Linked DNA regions of Mus musculus: region 1 is linked to region 2. Evidence: chromatin contacts called from public promoter capture Hi-C data. All regions are on one chromosome and are shown on one strand. Each heading gives the region's core, a stretch centred on a gene start, on an enhancer-like site or on the middle of the called end of the contact. The rest is flanking DNA. Distances are from core to core; before and after follow the strand shown.

The links. Promoter capture Hi-C pulls out the DNA fragments that hold promoters and counts their contacts.
Region 1: a promoter capture Hi-C map of pre-B cells shows a contact between it and region 2. The contact joins the promoter of Polr3g here to the promoter of Slf1 in region 2. A contact is called at or near these places in 2 of 39 promoter capture datasets (liver and pre-B cells).

The regions. Positions count from the first base shown.
Region 1 is chr13:81,709,626-81,712,325 of GRCm38.p6, reverse strand. Polr3g (polymerase (RNA) III (DNA directed) polypeptide G) reads left to right here and starts at 1,313. Exons shown (of 8, transcript NM_001081176.1): 1 at 1,313-1,468. It overlaps Mblac2 (metallo-beta-lactamase domain containing 2), which reads right to left and starts at 909. Exons shown (of 2, transcript NM_028372.1): 1 at 344-909. The coding sequence starts at 797.
Region 2 is chr13:77,134,079-77,136,778 of GRCm38.p6, reverse strand. Slf1 (SMC5-SMC6 complex localization factor 1) reads left to right here and starts at 1,311. Exons shown (of 21, transcript NM_134071.3): 1 at 1,311-1,426. It overlaps 2210408I21Rik (RIKEN cDNA 2210408I21 gene), which reads right to left and starts at 1,243. Exons shown (of 20, transcript NM_001145676.1): 1 at 1,149-1,243.

The DNA.
Region 1 (2,700 bases), core at 64-2,563, 4.6 Mb before region 2:
TGCTTAAAAGCCTACTCGTTACAAAAGCTGAAAATGTTCAACCGGTACTTGGGAAAAGAATGGAAAATCTCCAGTCACAAGTCTCTGCAGTGTTACTACTGTAGCTGACTGACTGGGGATGGTGTGAGCTTTCAAAGAGACAGCCACACAGCAGCAGCGCGCATCTCCGGACAGAGAAGCCTGCCAGGGCCTAGTCTCTGCTTAAGCTGACTTCCACGCAGCAAAGGGTGAAACAGAGTATTCCCGCACTGTACCCCAACAGTGCCAAGGAGGTCTGTAACATGCTGTACACGCTCTCCAAGCCCCTCCCTCAGTGACAGCGCACGCCCGCGGGGCCCATTACCATCCTGCAGAATGAGGGTGGGTTGCACTGCCTGCACTCGGAACTGCCTGGCCCTCCAGCCAGGGCTGGGCGCCCGCACCACCTCGCTGTCAGAAAGCCAGGTCACGGTCTCAAAGTTGTCCCCGCGAGCCAGGGCCTCGGCCTCGGCGCGGTGCACAGCCACCTGGTCGAACTGATAGAGACCGCCGGAGTGATCGAAGTGCACGTGGGTGGCCACGGCCAGCAGTGGCCGGCGTCCTGCATCCTCTTTAGACCCGCAATCCTGCAAGAGGCCAGAGGAGTAGAGGTACTCCGGAAGGCTGCGCAGCCCCAGGCCAGTGTCTATCACCACGTCCTGCTCCGAGCCGCGCACCAGCCAAATGTTGGCCCGGTTGCCTGACTCGTAGAACCGTTCTTGAATCCAGAAGATGCCATCGCCCAGAGACTTGTGGGCATACCACTCGAGCGCCGACATGCTGCTGCGCAGGGGTGCGGCCGGGCTAGGTGGGTGTGCCTCCCACAGGCAGTCCAGGACTCGCTGCTGCTGCTGCTGCTGCTGTTGCTGCAGAGCCGGAGGAGCTACTCTCAGCTCCGGAGGAGGTGCGATCGAGGGGCGGGGATGCGGAAGGGAGCGTGGATAGGACGCTGCGACACTGCCCAGATCACCTGTTCCGCGCCCTCCCGTCCGAGCCGCAGAGCGCAGGCTGCACCCCAGTTGCCGCAGCTTCTGCAGCCGCAGCACCAAGGCAGTAACGCAGGCTGCTGAAGCGGGGAGGAGACACCGGGCAATGCTGCCCTGCTCGGGGTTCTACTGCAGGGGCCGGGAGAGATGCGTGGGAAGCGACACACAGGACCGCCCCCACACGGGCAGCGGGGGGCTGTGCACTCGCCGCCGGAGCCCAGAGTGAGGCCGAGCCTGTTGGAGGCTGACTACGGCGCCTGCCAAGGGCTAAAAAGCTCTCTTCCGGGGGTGTGGCCTCGCGGGAGTGGGCGGGGCTTCCAGTGCGCTCTGCTGCGCCGTAGCCGCGTGCGGTGTGGGGCGCGCTACTCCGGAGGTAGAATCTGCGGCTCCTTGCTGGAGGGGCTGCCGGCTTTCTTGCTTCCTCTGCTGCACCGTGTGCTCAAGCCTCGAGACTTGGCTAGCAGGTAACTGGAAGCTATCCCGTTCTGGGCAGGAGGTGAAGAGGGTAGAAGGGAGTTGATGGGGCACGTGGAGAACGTGGTGGCCGGGTATCCGGAGCCAACATTCATGAAAGCCCCTCTGGAGTGACTTTGGGAAGTATCCCTACCTCCCCAAAGCTGCTGCTGCGGTCTTCCAAACCGTTTAAAGTTTTCGTAGCCAGATCTCCCAGCTTTCCGGTGGGTTTGTTCTCAGTGAGAAAGAAGGGAGTTTATCCTCTTACAAGAGAAGACTATGCAAATCTGACGACTGTGTTTTTTCTTCATTCAAAGTTTGGCGGCAGTTTGCTGATAAGGGCATACTTACCGTCGCTTCTGTTTTCTTAATTGTTGGCACCCTTGATAGTGAGGAGAGGGGTTGGTGATAAAATTTTTCTTTAAAAAGAAAAACCTAAATGGCCGTCATAGTTCTGGGTGGTTCTTTGCTCTTTGAAGAGAGCAGAGAAAGTTAGAGCTTAAGGAAAGGCGGAGCACTTTGAGGGGACATGAAAAGTGGATAGGGACTGGGTGTGGCCTTGCAAGCCACCAGAAATCACCCCCACTGTCAGTATCAAGTCCCTGCGCTTGCACCCAACCACTAGCTATTGATACATCTATTTCGGATTAAGAAATCCCTTTGAGAATTTGACTAACCTTCAGAAATTATAAAGAGACCCACGGGAGAGCATTATAAAGGATAATTAGGAAGATTCTTACTGTGGTATCTCCTAATAAGTTTCCTAGAGGGAGAACTGTACTTCCAACACTCCAAAACTCTCTGGTGGGTGTAGGAGCAGGTCACTGCCCTTTTGAGTATTTTGCTAATCTCATCGGTTATGCAGTTGGGACCATTCTTAGCACGAGTGCCTCAGCTAAATGGTGTGTGACAAGCAGAAAACTGTTTAAAAACAAAAAAAAGTCTGATGTGAGTTCTCGAGAATCTGAGGAAGCTAACACCTGTACACAAATACTTGTTATATAATGCAAAAAAAATGCAAAAATTGGATTCTACTTATAGATGGACTAGTGAATGATTGCACTGGCCTTATCGAATGCATTTTCTGCAGAGAAACACAGTGCCCTCTGTACTTTGTTTTTGCTGCAGAAGGGGGCCACTCGGTAAGATGGCACAGTGTTGTTTCTTGGCCATAAGCTCAGAAAGAATTCAGAGATGACTATCTGGCTTGTGGCAGGCTCTAGAGTCCTTTGGACCTACAGTT
Region 2 (2,700 bases), core at 62-2,561:
GGGGCGCTTGTCTGATGCTTCAGGTCCCTTTAATTGAATATATGACATTTTTCTTTTTAAAAAGATTTGTTTATGCATATATTTTATGTACATGGTGTTTCATCTGCATGTATACCTGCACACCCGAAGAGGTCACTGAATCTCATGTTACTAGAGTTACAGATAGTTGTGAGCTGCCATGTGGGTGCTGGGAATTGAATTAGTGACCTCTGGAAGAGCAGAGAGCTCTTAATCAGTGTACCATCTCTCTAGTCCTAATATTATATTTTAATTTATGGTACACTCTAGACGTCTTTTGAGATTGACTGATTTGGAGAAATGGGAAAAGGTGATCAACAAATAATAAGAGGATGAGTGAACTCCCCCGAGGAAACTGCATTGGTCAAGAAAGAGTAACACTTTTTGCGTCTTTGAATAAATGAGCATCTTTCCTCGAACTAGACATTTGTCAAAAGCAATTTCTCTTTACAACTCCTCTGGGTAACTCCAAATCCCCACCCAAAATTATCCTGAACTATTCGCAGTGAGTTCATAGTAAAGTCAGAACATTCCTTACTGAAAGTGTACCTGATTCTAATCAATGATTTCCACAACATAAAACGTGTATCTAAAGCTGATGCATACCGTTATAGGAATGATAGCGTCTCAGTAATGCATAGCAGAAAAAAAACAAAAAACAAAAAAAACAAAAACAGAAGCCATTTTTAATTAAAACTGAAGGAGAAAAGTTCAATTAATTGAAAATCAGGAATGTCCCATTCTGAATGCATGCAAAAGCCGCCGTCTTCAGCTGCCTGCTTGCCCTCCCAAGTGAACCCCCAACTATTTTAACAGTATTCAGTAAAGGGTACATAATGTAACTTTCAAGAAACAGGGAGACCAAACCCTGCGAATAGACAGGGTAGAAACACTGCACAGAACCAGTTGTCTTCGGCTAAGATCGACTTCCACGTTGGAGGTAAGTCAAGCGAATGAAGACAGTGAGCCGGATCCCAGGGCCTTCTCCAGCCTCAAGGAGGATCAGGCACCAGAGGAAAGGATGGGGATTTAGGGGGCCAACTTCTGTCTGCTCACTTCTCGGTCCTATCCACATTCGGCAGGTAGCTGGCAGGCCGAAAACACCGGGAAGAGAGGGAAAAGTCACTTACCAATCTCCGTCTATGGCGCTGATCCTGCAAGGGCCTGACGCGCTGGCCAGAACCAAATAGTCGGCATCTCAGGCAGCCCTGGCGACCGCTCGAGAGCGTCACTGACAACCACCCGGAACTGGTAAACTGCTTCCGGGAACGCCGAGCGCGCGGCGGGAAATTGTTTCCTAGAACCTAGTTTATTGGAGCAGGGAGTCCTACGGTGGTAGTCGTCGCCCCTACCGCCACCACCGGCAGCTTCGCAAGACGAAACCAGCCCAGAAGCTTCGGCCGGGAAGGTAAAGCGCCTCAGCTCGGAAGACGCCATTTACCGCGTTCTCAGGCAGCGCCTCTGACTTCCCGGCCGTCCTCTCTGGGCCGCGGAGGCGCTTGGCGCTCGTGCTTTCACAGCCTTGGTTCCTTCAAGGTGAACTCGGGGCCCGCGCCCGTGCCGATGGCCGGGCCCTCCGATCTCGGCCTGCCCGGCCCTTCTGGGCAGACAGGTCCCTGGCGAGCCCCGCAGCGCGCCCAGGCCGCTGCCCGCTGCCGGGGCTCCGGGCGCTAGGCCGCTCGCGTCTCCCGTTTCCATAGAACCGCCTAGGACGCCTCACCCCGTGCCAGTTCTTGGATGCCTACAAACCTTAGCTTCCATGAAGGTGGCAGGGATTCCCAGGGCCTGCCTTTCATTAAGATGAAAAACGAGACATTCTTTCTCTCGAGTAGAATTGTTTTTCACACCGAAATGAAAATGAGCTTTTTATCTCAGCGGTATTGTAGGCTTTGAACAGCAGCGCGCGAGCACCTCTCCTAAAGGAAGGGTTTGTGTTCCTGGGGTTCCTGAGCACCAGGACAACTCTAAGTGACAGAAATGTATTGCGTTTTCAAGGTCTGGCTAAATTGATACTCATTTACCTTAATACTCCAAATCGGGATTTGGGACCTGTGGTTGATCGAAATTGATTTTCAATTCCCCAAGCTCTTTTGTGAAAAATGACTATCCTCTACAGAGGAAAATAGATAAATAAATAAGAGAAAAAATTCCTTTGAAACATTGGAAATGACTTGAATTCAATCACGACCCAGGTCTTATATTGGTTTTCAAGCTGTTGCTGTGAATGGAATGATTCTTGTTTATTCTAGGTGTTCAAAACATAGCTTGATCATTTGGGTAGATTTGTGTGAGAAGAAATTTGATTATTTGTAAGGTAACATTAAGAATTTCACGACCTAGGATGTTGAAACACTCAAATGTTTAGATATATCTTAATGTGAGACAGTCTTCAATAAGCAACTAAACTTCAGTTAGACCTGTTTTCTTAGTCGAGATTTTTCTCATGCTTCATTGACTTGGGTGAAAATCAATGATATGATTTAGAATATTTTTGCTTTTGTAAAGCAGAAAGCTTAGATCATGTTGGTGTATGAAACAGTAGTCTGTTGTAATTCCTTTTCATAATCAAAATAAAGAGCAGTTAAAATTCCATTCCATGCATTCACAATTTCCATGGCTGCCTCTTTGATTTTTAGGAAACCAATAGTATAGGCTTACTAATTAAATAGTATTTTCAGTTTG